Regions from separate parts of the Zea mays genome. Here regions 1 and 2 are each linked to region 3. Evidence: chromatin contacts called from public Hi-C data. All regions are on one chromosome and are shown on one strand. Each heading gives the region's core, a stretch centred on a gene start, on an enhancer-like site or on the middle of the called end of the contact. The rest is flanking DNA. Distances are from core to core; before and after follow the strand shown.

Region 1 (3,676 bases), core at 530-3,029, 250 kb before region 3:
GTCTAACTTTGTTAAGGGCAAGGCTCCCATGCCTCAGGATAATGAGGGTTACATTTTGTACCCTGCCAGTTATCCCGAGAGCAAAATTAGGAGAATTCATTCTAGGAAGTCTCACTCTGGCCCTAATCATGCTTTTATATATAAGGGTGAGACATCTAGTTCTAGGCAATCAACCCATGCAAATTTTCCTAAGAAGAAAACTCCTATTGCATCAAATGATTTTAAAATTTCATTTAAAACTTTTGATGCATCTTATATTTTAACTAACAAATCCAGCAAGGTAGTTGCCAAGTATGTTGGGGGCAAGCACAAGGGGTCAAAGACTTGTGTTTGGGTACCCAAAGTTCTTGTATCTAATGTCAAAGGACCCAAAACCATTTGGGTACCTAAAATCAAGAACTAAAATTGTTTGTAGGTTTATGCATCCGGGGGTTCAAGTTGGATCATCGATAGCGGGTGCACAAACCATATGACAGGGGAGAAGAAGATGTTCTCCTCGTACGAGAAAAACCAAGATCCCCAAAGAGCGATCACATTCGCGGATGGAAACCAAGGTTTGGTCAAAGGATTGGGTAAAATTGCTATATCTCCTGACCATTCCATTTCAAATGTTTTTCTTGTAGACTCTTTAGATTACAATTTGCTTTCCGTTTCGCAATTATGTAAAATGGGCTACAACTATCTTTTTACGGATATAGGTGTTACTGTCTTTAGAAGAAGTGATGATTCAGTAGCATTTAAGGGAGTGTTAGAGGGTCAGCTATACTTAGTAGATTTTGGTAGAGCTGAACTCGACACTTGCTTAATTGCTAAGACTAACATGGGCTGGCTCTGGCATCGCCGACTAGCACATGTTGGAATGAAGAATCTTCACAAACTTCTAAAGGGAGAACACATTTTGGGACTAACAAATGTTCATTTTGAGACAGACAGGGTTTGTAGCGCATGTTAGGCAGGGAAGCAAGTTGGTGTTCATCATCCACACAAGAACATCATGACGACTGACAGGCCACTCGAGCTCCTACACATGGACCTATTCGGGCCGATAGCTTACATAAGCATCGGCGGGAGTAAGTACTGTCTAGTTATTGTGGATGACTATTCTCGCTTCACTTGGGTGTTCTTTTTGCAGGAAAAATCTCATACCCAAGATACCTTAAAGGGATTCTTGAGACGGGCTCAAAATGAGTTCGGTCTGAGGATCAAGAAAATAAGAAGCGATAACGGGACGGAGTTCAAGAACTCTCAAATTGAAGGCTTCCTTGAGGAGGAGGGCATCAAGCATGAGTTCTCTTCTCCCTACACTCCACAACAAAATGGTGTAGTGGAAACAAATGGTTAGTCGTGTTTTTGATAACCTTCGGAAGAGGAAGGCCCCAACAATATCTAAAATGATATTTTCTTAATATAACTAAATTTGTGTATGTGAATTCCATATTTGAAAGCATTTGATAAAATAGGATGATAAATAAAAGAAAAATAAATTTAATGCATTCACGTTGGATCTTTGTTTGTGCATATTTAAGTTCTAAACCTCAACATAGATTTGCATTCAAATAGGAAATTAAAATAGAAAAGAAACCAGGGAAAAAGAAAAAGAAGGCTTATTTGCACCGTGGGCTGAAACCCCGCAGCCCACTCACCCCATCCCGCCGCGCTAGCCCGGCAGCACAAGCCAGCGCCGACATGCGGGCCAGCAACTACAGTCTCCGCCTGCTCCATGCACACGCACGAAACGCGCCTGTGCCAAGCCCTGTCCAGTCGCCATGTTGGACCGTGTTGCAGACGCCCTTCTGTGGAGTCCGCGCGTCCAAGTTCCCTTCGTATCACTGGCGAGCGGGCCCCACTAACCAGACTCTTCTTCCACCCCGCGGTTGCTGCGATACGCGCGTATGGATCCGCGCATCTGTGCAATCTCCGAAACCAACCGACCTTTCCTCCCTGAGACTACAAATACCAGGGCCGGCTTCCTCCTCGACCATAGGTGAATCCTCCATTGAAAGCGGGCGGAAGACCTTCTCTTCTGAATATTTTACAATTTCTAGTTCATATGTGAATGGCATTAATCATTGTTATACACTAATTTGTAAATTTATTTGATACTTAACCGAAATCTTCATAGTACTATTTAGTTTATATTTGCGTACGATTTTACAAAGTTCGTTATGTATGCAACGGCGTATAGATATTTTAAAAAAATAATGATTCATATCGTGTACGGTATCAGCATGTTTATTTGCGTACGAGCAAACCAGCTAGCGCAGCAACAGTACTACAATATATTTAAAAAATATCAAAGGTTTATTTTGTAAATGTGTTACCAAAAGATTTTTAAAATGGCTTTAGCTTCCGAAAAAAGCTGCTCGTATGGATAAGATAGAGCCAAAACTAATTTTTTAAAAGCTAAAGTCCTGCCAAAAGGATCCTAAAGGCTATCCGCAACCGTTTCCCCTAAATTTGTCCCCATAAATGTTACTATGCAGTCACTTCAGCAAGATTCCCTCACCTATATTCACTAATTCCGCAACCGTTCCCCCTAAATTTTCCCCTATATATCCTCTACTCATTAAATATACATTTCCATATAAGTAACATAACCAACTTCATTTTCTTTTTTATTTTTTCCTTTTCACACGTCTGGCATGTTGGGATATTAGAGCATCTCCAAAAGCTCTCCAGATGTCTTCCCTAAATCTATTTTTTTGGGGAAAACACAAAACATGTCTCCAACAGTTCCCCTAAAGCGCTCCCAACTTTTTCATAGCCCTTAAAACTCTCTCATTTGTAGCTACAAATGAGGGTTTTTTTGGGCTCCCCAGAAACAAACTGACGCTTTAAGGGATCTGTTGGAGAAAGGATTAAAATCTACCCCCACTTATTATTTAGATGTCCCTTAAAACTGATTTTAAGGAGTTGTTTTATGGAGAGCTCTTGGAGATGCTCTTATAACATTAGAAAAAATAATTATTTTTTTAGATATTATGCATAATATAGAATAAAACATTTGAATTAACATTTAATTCGAAATTGCATACATAACTTGACAATTGTGGTTCGTCATAATTATTCAGAACATTGCGACGAAAAATTTGAACCACGCTTACGTTGCAAGCAAAAACTGACCAGTCGTACGCAGGAAGCCACGATTGGCTTTCAACAAAAGCCACGAGCTTCGCCCTGAAGCCACATTGGTCTCACTGGCATAGAGAAGATGATTCCGATTCGAGTCATAGTTAGGACGACACACTTTTTCTAGTCAATCTGCTTACCCTCAACATTGAGGCTAGACGCCATCACCGACGACGTTCCGGTATACCTCGCCGCGTGATTCACAGGGATCATTTTGCTGGAGAAAACCTCATCCATCATCACTACTTCGGCCCGAACCCAGTATATCCACCCCATGTGTTTCGTAGAAGGTACGCACTTCAATTTATTGTATTACGTTATGAGATTATCATACTATTCACAACGAACCTATTAAATTTTATAGGTTCGGCATGAGTAGGTCGTTGTTCATCCGCATTATGGAAGGACTGCAACAGCAGGATAGTTACTTTACTCAACGGGTGGACGCAACAGGCATGTCAGGACTCGGGCCCCTACAAAAAGTATGTGCGGCAATGCATATACTTGCTTATGGGTTACCTACTGATGCGGTAGACGAGTACATTCA
Region 2 (3,874 bases), core at 247-2,746, 210 kb after region 3:
TTCCTAAATGGGATTATGGAATCTAGTGTGATCTAAACTAATGTGGTCTACTTAAATAGATTAGTGGTACTTGGACCCTTCTAGCCAGGTGTTAACTTAACTTTTCACATTAGATCAACTCAACCATGAGCTAACCCAATCCATAGAGTCATGATGAATGGTATAACCTATCTATCCCCACCTAACGGCAAACAAACTTTTAAACTACATCATGTAGACTATCTCATCTTGACAAAATTCTATCCAATCTTTGGGTACTCACCTTATACGACTGGTTACCCCAATCTGGACATAAAACAAAGATTAAGTCCTGCTAAAGAATCCTCAGAGCATAACCAACTATTAGCCTATTCATTCTGCTTACCCAATACTGTTCATTGCAAAACTATTTTTTCATATGCTTTTAACTTCGATGGTCAATACCAGGAAGGGAAGATTATTAGGCAACAACAAACAGAAATGAATCCTCCAGATCCTCCCCCCGTTGGAATCGATCAAGTGGTTGCCACCCAAATGATGAAAATACAACAAATGGCAAACATGGTTACCGAATTGCAAAATCATATAAAATAAGAACGCGAGGAAATACGTCAGGACCGGCTAGAGATACGTCAAGAAATAAGGCAAGCACAGTTGGAAAGACAACAACAACAACGCCCACTACCTCCACCACCACCAGCTCCACCAATATACATAAATATATATACTACTATTTGTAAGATCTAAGTGTTACTTTAGTTAGTGGTTGGTATGATACTATTAGGAGGAATAATAAGGTCTAATTGACCCACGTGTTGCTAATAAAGTATGCATCATGCTGAGATTTTTGTTTTGCATATGTGTTGAGACAATATGAGTATACACCTTTCCTTACAAATCTCGAGGACGAGATTTCTGTTAAGGGGGGTAGGATTTGTAACACCCAAAATCTTATTCTTGAATCTGAGGAAAAGATCTCCAAAGGTTTTGAATTAAAATACCTCATACAAATTTTTTTGCTTATTCTTGAAGTTACATCTTCCAAAACAAATGTGGTTTTAACGAATGTTTAATAAAAGTATACCTATATTCTAGATATTCCTTTGTTGAACTTATATATTTATAAGTGGCCTCTAAAGAAAATGATACACTAACAATTATTTTCTAAAATACCTATTTTCTATTTTAAGGATGGATAGATTACATATTTAAAAAGTGGTTGTTTAAAGGGGATAATTAATTATTAAATAAAGTATACTTTGTACTCATGCTGCAGTACTTTTGATTGCACATACTTTAAGTTGAAACCTCAACTTTGATTTCAATTTGAAACTTGCAAATTTAAAATGAAAAACAGGAAATGGTAAAGAAAAAAAAAAGAAAATAGAGCCTAGGCCCAAAGCTCCCTGCTCAGCCCATCACCAAACTCTACGCGCCAGCCCACCACCCGTTGTCCCTCCCCCCTACTCGGCCGTGACTGTAGTGTCACCGCCCGTGGGACCCGCCGGTCAGTTACCTCCTGCGCGCAGCCCACTCCCTCTTCTCACCCGCGTGTGGACCCCACTTGTCGGGTCTATCTTCTCCTTCCTCGCCGCAATGAAACATGTTGTAGTTCGCGCAGGAAGAATCGGCCTCGCCCGCCGGACCAAAACGAACTTCATCCACAGCTGGGGCGACCCAATCGGTCAATAGGCGCCGACCGATGGACCCCACATGGCGGTTGCGTAGTCGTGCTCGACCATGGCGGCTGCGCTGTCATGCCTGAACGTGGCGGGTGAGAGAATCAAGCTATTTGTTAGGAGTCTCCGCGATTCTTGCATGCGCACGATGCAGCCTGGCCGTGACTATTGGAAGACCCCCCCCTCTCCAGATATATAGGTTGCGGCGTCCCCTCGGTGCCGTAATGGCACCCCCTGGCCGCCATTAGCGCAGTGAGGAAAAAAATCCTGTCCGCCGCCATTGCCGGGCTGAGAGAGGGCTGCCAACTTCGATCTCGCGGTGGGCCTATGCTGGGTCGCGGCGTGCTTCTCCGATGGGTGCTCGTCGTCCCGAGGAAGATCTTCGTGGTCGTCTCGGACGGGTGATGTGCCTTAGCTTCGCCAATGGCGCATCGGATGCTGCGTCCGCCACCGGGGGGGGCACTGCTGGCCAATACCACTGCCTGGCAACCGGTAAGATCTCCTCTAGCGTACTCACCATCAACTTCGTATCGCGTAGAAGCTTTCGTACTTGGAAGTAGTGACCTAGGGCGCCGAATTGTTGATCACCGGCGATGTTTCGCTGCTGGCCGGTGGCGTCGCCGCCACCCAACGGTGAAAGGATTGGGGAGAATCGTGTGCGACGTCGATCGCGGATCAGATGGTGTAGATTAGATCTGGCATACCCGTTAGAGTAGATGAGATCTATGTCGTTGGATGGAAATCGAGCGGGCGGAAATCGATCTGAAGATTTTGAATCTGGAGCGTTGGTATTGCATCGGAGGGCTCTCGATTGCGCGCGGGGTCGCAAGGATGCGATCTAATCTAGGCACTCAGATCTAAATCCAATGGACCAGAGCTCTCCATACCCATTCAGCCTGGAGATCTTTCTAAAGAGCCCCTCGGTTTTGTTATATTGAACCCGCCGTCCGTGCGGCTGTAGTATGAGTCTTGAGAATGTTTCGGTTTAGCCCCTGAGTTTCACTAGTTTTACGCGCACGGTCCAGAGCTATGAGAAAATAGGAAAAATGAATTCAGAAAATGAATATCCAATGTAAAAAGAATTCCAGAACTTATTTTATGCATAGAAAACTCATTTTAGCTCCTTTTTAGTCCATTCCAGTTTCTATAATTTTGTAATATTATGGTTTATCATATAGTACCACTGTTTTCACATGAAAGCTACATTAAAATTTGTATCTTATTTAATCTTGTACAAAACACATAAAATCATTAGAAATTCATAACTTAAAATCTATGATTCCGATTTGATCCATTCAAGTTGCATTAGTCTCGTACGAATATTTACTATGCAATAACAACATTTATTATACCATGTCTCATACTTTTATAATTAGATATTTATTTATCTTATGTTAATTGGATTAACTTCTGGCCTTATATGGTTATAATTTAACTAGATGATCTTTAATTAAATATTGACTTGGATTGAAGTTGAGATAATTATTTATGGAATAACCTCTCATATGATTTATACTAACCAATTTATAATTTATAATATAGTTTAATATTTTAATCAGATAGATCTTCTATAAAATAATAACTCCTTAATAGTAACTCCGATTTTAGTGGTTCTCGTTCCCACGATCTCGTAGCAACGCGTAGATCATTATTACATAGTATGTTCTTATGTTTGGTGTGATGTTAATTTTGTCTATACCATGTCTGTTTGTATTGCTACGACTAGCAGTGCGGTCACGAGGATCCGAAGAATCACCCTGGTAACTGGAATCTCAAGTGCCAAGCAAGTTGTGCTCTTGATCACTTTCATTTACCCAATAATATTCTTTATTATCACTTATTCATGCATAGGTTTAATTTTGATGGGACCCAATAGGTCACCCTAGTATGTTTATCATGTTTACCTTGTTTACCCCTGATTCACTTGGGTAGTTATGCTATTGCATTATGTGGTTTTGGGATAATATTTTATTACATCCATGTTCCAATTATTCTGTTATGTTATTTATGTTCATGATAAGTGTGGCGGAACTGCCCGAATTATTCCAACTTAAGTGCCTAAGCCCCGCCTTAGAGGCTAGACCACACTTAAATGGGAATAACCCGTCAATCCCTCGGATCTAGTCCGACACGGCCACTAACAGGATCAAGTACCACAGTCTCACTCGAAGGTGAGTCACAGAGCAAATACAATAAAGCATATATAAAACCATACA
Region 3 (3,927 bases), core at 1,383-3,882:
AAAGAGAGTCGATCGGAGGGAAAGACAACCCTCACAGTATTGGTTGGAAGAAGAAACATAGTCTTCAACCGACTGATAAACCCCAGAACCCTGACAATGCAGGCCCTATAGCACCACACCATAACCTAGGCTGGCACCAACAAGGAAGGTTTTTTAACCAACCTGAAATTCACTCCCATGGAGAGTCAAACCCAAGCACTGGAGTGTCATGAGCTAGGCCGTCACAATATCTCAAATGGTGTGGGCCTCAGCTATCAAGGAGTCTCAGCCCATGCAATGTCAATAGTATAGGATAGCTTGTGTAACAGAAAAGGCAAGCAGGAATTGAACTCGTCTTCATCCTCTAAAACCTGTCCTCTGCTTGCTACTTCTCTCCATATTCCTTCCAGTTCTAATAATGATTGTGTCTGAAAACTGAGTAAATCCTAGTGCTGTGAGTGTGAAATCCCATCCTGGTGTTGAGGTTCATAACATGGAGGTGTTACTCAGAAACCACAAACGCTATGCTAAGAAACCTTTCACATAAAGTGAATGCTCATGAAACTATGAGATACCTGAAGGAAGTCCATTGGCAAGAAACATTTTATATAACAGTCAAACAGAAACATCTTTACAATAAAACAAATGGATACCTGGATTCCTTGTCGAATCCAAACCTTGCTCCAAAATAAAATGCAACAGACATTAGCCAAGAATCACTATGCACTGCAACAAGTGATAGCCAATCTTTTTCATTCATCCCATCACGAGCAAAATTAATTCCGAGAGCTGGCTCTGGGAGTTCAGGAGGAACCTCCTCAGCAGGCAAGTTTACTTCCCATGTCTCATTGGGAAGTCCATATAAACATAAATTATCCTTCTCTGCGCAAAACAAAAGAAAATAATATTTCGAATAAGGTATTTGCGGTTGTTTCAGGCTCTAAATCTAAAATGGCTTGCTTTAATTGAAAATGAACCAAGAGACATAATGCTGAGACTGTAAAAGTAAAATACAGGACCAGTAGGAAAAACTAAATTGACCATATGAAATTAAGCATTCCATATCTACTACGTGTTGTTAAAAAAATATAGATTGAACATTCCAGAAAAAAAAGGAAATGGAACACAAAAGGGAAGACTTATTGACCAAAAGCATGAAAAGGAGGCACTACGCCCCTTGTAACACTAGACATAAATAAATCAGTTCGGTATCAACAATCAATAAAAGAATATTGCTCATGCACATTGTTTGCCTTTCCCGACCACAGCTTTTGATCAGTACTGAGCAACTCATCTTGCATTTCCAGTGACACCTCTTGGTATGAACTTCCTGTGCTAAGCATTTAATAATGTTGCAATTTAATGTGGAACAGATTTTGATCCCATGCATCTGTGGGAACCAAAATCATAAATGTGACCTTAATAACCAACATACTCCCTCCATCCCAAAATAAATCAGATTCTATTCTAGCCACGTATCTAGACAAAGCTTTCTGGTCCAATAAGCGACGGGGTACATGCATTTCTTTGCCAACTCCTGTCACCATCAACTTAAGTGGGCATTGACAAAGTGGGAAATAAGGTGCAGTGACGAAGTGTTTGCAATACTTCCATAGTTCCATTGCCAAAACAGAGTAATTTCGGTATCCAGAAACGAAACCAATGTTGACTTCCAGGAAAAAGAAATGCTATCCTGAGTCCTGACACTCCCACTACCTGACATCAGTGACTCACTGACAAAATATTCCGAAAATGCCCCTCGGTACAGTTGCAGCAGATGTCGTTGTCCGGGAGCATAACAGTAAATCGACAGCCGCACGACTTTTGGAGATGACTGGCCGGCCGTGCGGTCGACCAGCTCAGAAGATAAGGATTCCCTCACCCACCCACCTTTCCGCTTTCCCACCCCCAGATGAATAGCACAAGGAGTAACTAGAACGTCGCGAAACCGAAAGCAAAGCTCAGCGCTCAGCGGTTGTCACCAGCAAGATCGGAGCAGAAATTCCGCCGCGAAATAGCCTCCCAGGGCGCACCAGAACCAATGAATGGGCGGAGGTACGTAATAAATTAAGTGAAAAAACACCGGAAAATCAGCGGACTAAGTGCCCCCCAGATCGGCTTTGTGGAGAGAGGTAGAGAGCTATCCCTAACTGCAAAGCAAACACGGTCCAAATCCGTCTAGTAGCATCTGAACCCGCACCCCCAAAATCAAAACCCTAGGAAACCCAGCCGGATCGAGGGAGCAGGCTCACCTGGGTCGCACATCACGTAGAACTTCTCAACATCTGAAGCGACAGCGGGAAACTAGTCAATACAGAACTCTGAGCCGGAGGGAGAAAGTAACGCAAGCGAAGGAGATGCGGGCATTACCGGTGGTGAGCGCCCTGATTAGGCCGGCCTGGCGCGCGCGGTAGTCCCGGAAAACGTCCTCCGGCGAGCGCGGGACCGGCGTGCCAGGGAAGCCGGCTCCTCCGTCCATTCGTCCCCGGAGCTTGGTCAGGGAGGCGTAGGGTTTTGGGAGGGAAGAGCGAGGAGGGCAAGCTGGGGATTACACGAGGACGAGACGAAGAATCGATTGGAAGGAGTTGGGAAGCGTCGGCGCTGAGACAGAGAAGAGAAGACTTTTCTTGGAAAGAAAAGAGAGGAGATGGGTCTCCTACGTTTGGTCGGGCGCAGGCGCAGCCGCAGTCGCGGGCCTTCCAATGAGTCCGATAGTTTGCGGCCCTATTTGGCACGGCACTGACCTCGCGGTCCATGAATGTGGGTTTTTATTCCTCGGCTCAAATTTATTTACCATCAATAAATATTTTTTTGTATTGGTATGTTTGAAACCACACTGGTTTTTTAAAAACCAGTTTCTATTTCGAGTTTCTAGAAACTGGTTAATCAAAAGAGTTGGGTGAATGTGTTTGGAACTTAATTTCTAAGAAACTAGTTTCTAGTTTTTTTATACACAATTATTAGCATACCCTTCCTCTATTTAAAAAAGTGGTGACAATATATGTAAATTCTATGAAATCAATAAGGGCATGATGTAATTAAACAAACAAGAGTTGGTTTTAGCTAGGGGAGATCGGGAGAGTAGATTCTTGATTTTTAAGAAACTCGAATCTAGTTTCTATAAACTAAGACATAGACCCTGTTTGGTATAGTTGTTGTTTGTTGAAAAAGCAGCTTATATGTGAAGCTAACTACTGTAGAAGCTCCATGTTTGGTACAACTTCTGCTTAAATCTATGAAGAAGCTAAAAATAAGTTGTGCCAACACGACCATAAACTGGTATGTTTGGAACCACTCTAGTTTCTATGAACCAGTTTCTTAAAAATTGGATGCTTCCAAACAGGCCAATAGTATACGTTGCGATTTCTGATTTTGATGTTTGTTCTGATGTTCTCATTTCAATACTATAGTGTTATATAGTGTGTGCTAATGTTATGATTCTAGAAAGGACAGGGAAGGGGAGTGTGAAGGATAAATATCGCCCGGGTTGCCACGACCCGTTTACGGTCTGTGGGCTGTTATAAAGGCCTTAATGTGCAAGGCGTGCAGGCTGACAAACTAGTCAAACACGCGACCAAAAGCAGGCAAAAAAGTGGTATGTGGGCTCGAAGACGCGTGAACCGACCCCGCGCATGCAGAGGACGTGACTTCCTTCCCAAAGACTCGCTGACTTCGAGATAAGTCGGAGTCAATTTTGGGGATAGAGAGGGGGTTGTAACAATCGTGCGGAGTGTGTGAATAACTCGGGTTCTGCCGACATAAGGCAGAAGAGGCACCCCTATGAAAATCAGAGATCTCCTAGTAGGCATAGTCATCTTCAATACCATCATCAGCTTCACCATAGGATAGGTTTTCCACTTTGGATCCTTCTCCTACATCGTGGACCGGAAGGGCGCCCTACTCCGCTTGGCGGACGCAGGGAAGGAGGTCTAGAGGTCTCACACCACC

What was found. A called contact is a pair of places that touch in the nucleus more often than the background predicts.
Region 1: a contact with region 3 is called in a Hi-C map of endosperm, with 3 times the contacts expected there. The contact joins the enhancer-like site here to the promoter of LOC100283897 in region 3. A contact is called at or near these places in 4 of 25 Hi-C or Micro-C datasets (ear, endosperm and leaf).
Region 2: a contact with region 3 is called in a Hi-C map of leaf, with 5 times the contacts expected there. The contact joins the enhancer-like site here to the promoter of LOC100283897 in region 3. A contact is called at or near these places in 2 of 25 Hi-C or Micro-C datasets (ear and leaf).

What each region holds. Positions count from the first base shown.
Region 1 is chr10:31,510,597-31,514,272 of Zm-B73-REFERENCE-NAM-5.0, forward strand. No RefSeq gene overlaps it. Among protein-coding and RNA genes, the nearest start is that of LOC100280194, 14 kb to the left of the region's middle. Within about 2 kb of position 1,780, at least 18 of the 20 cell types and tissues checked have an H3K27ac peak or open chromatin away from gene starts, as enhancers often do. A contact at or near this core is called in ear, endosperm and leaf, where this site is marked.
Region 2 is chr10:31,973,960-31,977,833 of Zm-B73-REFERENCE-NAM-5.0, forward strand. No RefSeq gene overlaps it. Among protein-coding and RNA genes, the nearest start is that of LOC100381613, 22 kb to the right of the region's middle. Within about 2 kb of position 1,497, at least 16 of the 20 cell types and tissues checked have an H3K27ac peak or open chromatin away from gene starts, as enhancers often do. A contact at or near this core is called in ear and leaf, where this site is marked.
Region 3 is chr10:31,762,165-31,766,091 of Zm-B73-REFERENCE-NAM-5.0, forward strand. It overlaps LOC100283897, which reads right to left and starts at 2,633. Exons shown (of 5, transcript NM_001370562.1): 1 at 2,350-2,633; 2 at 2,232-2,264; 3 at 633-861. The coding sequence starts at 2,458.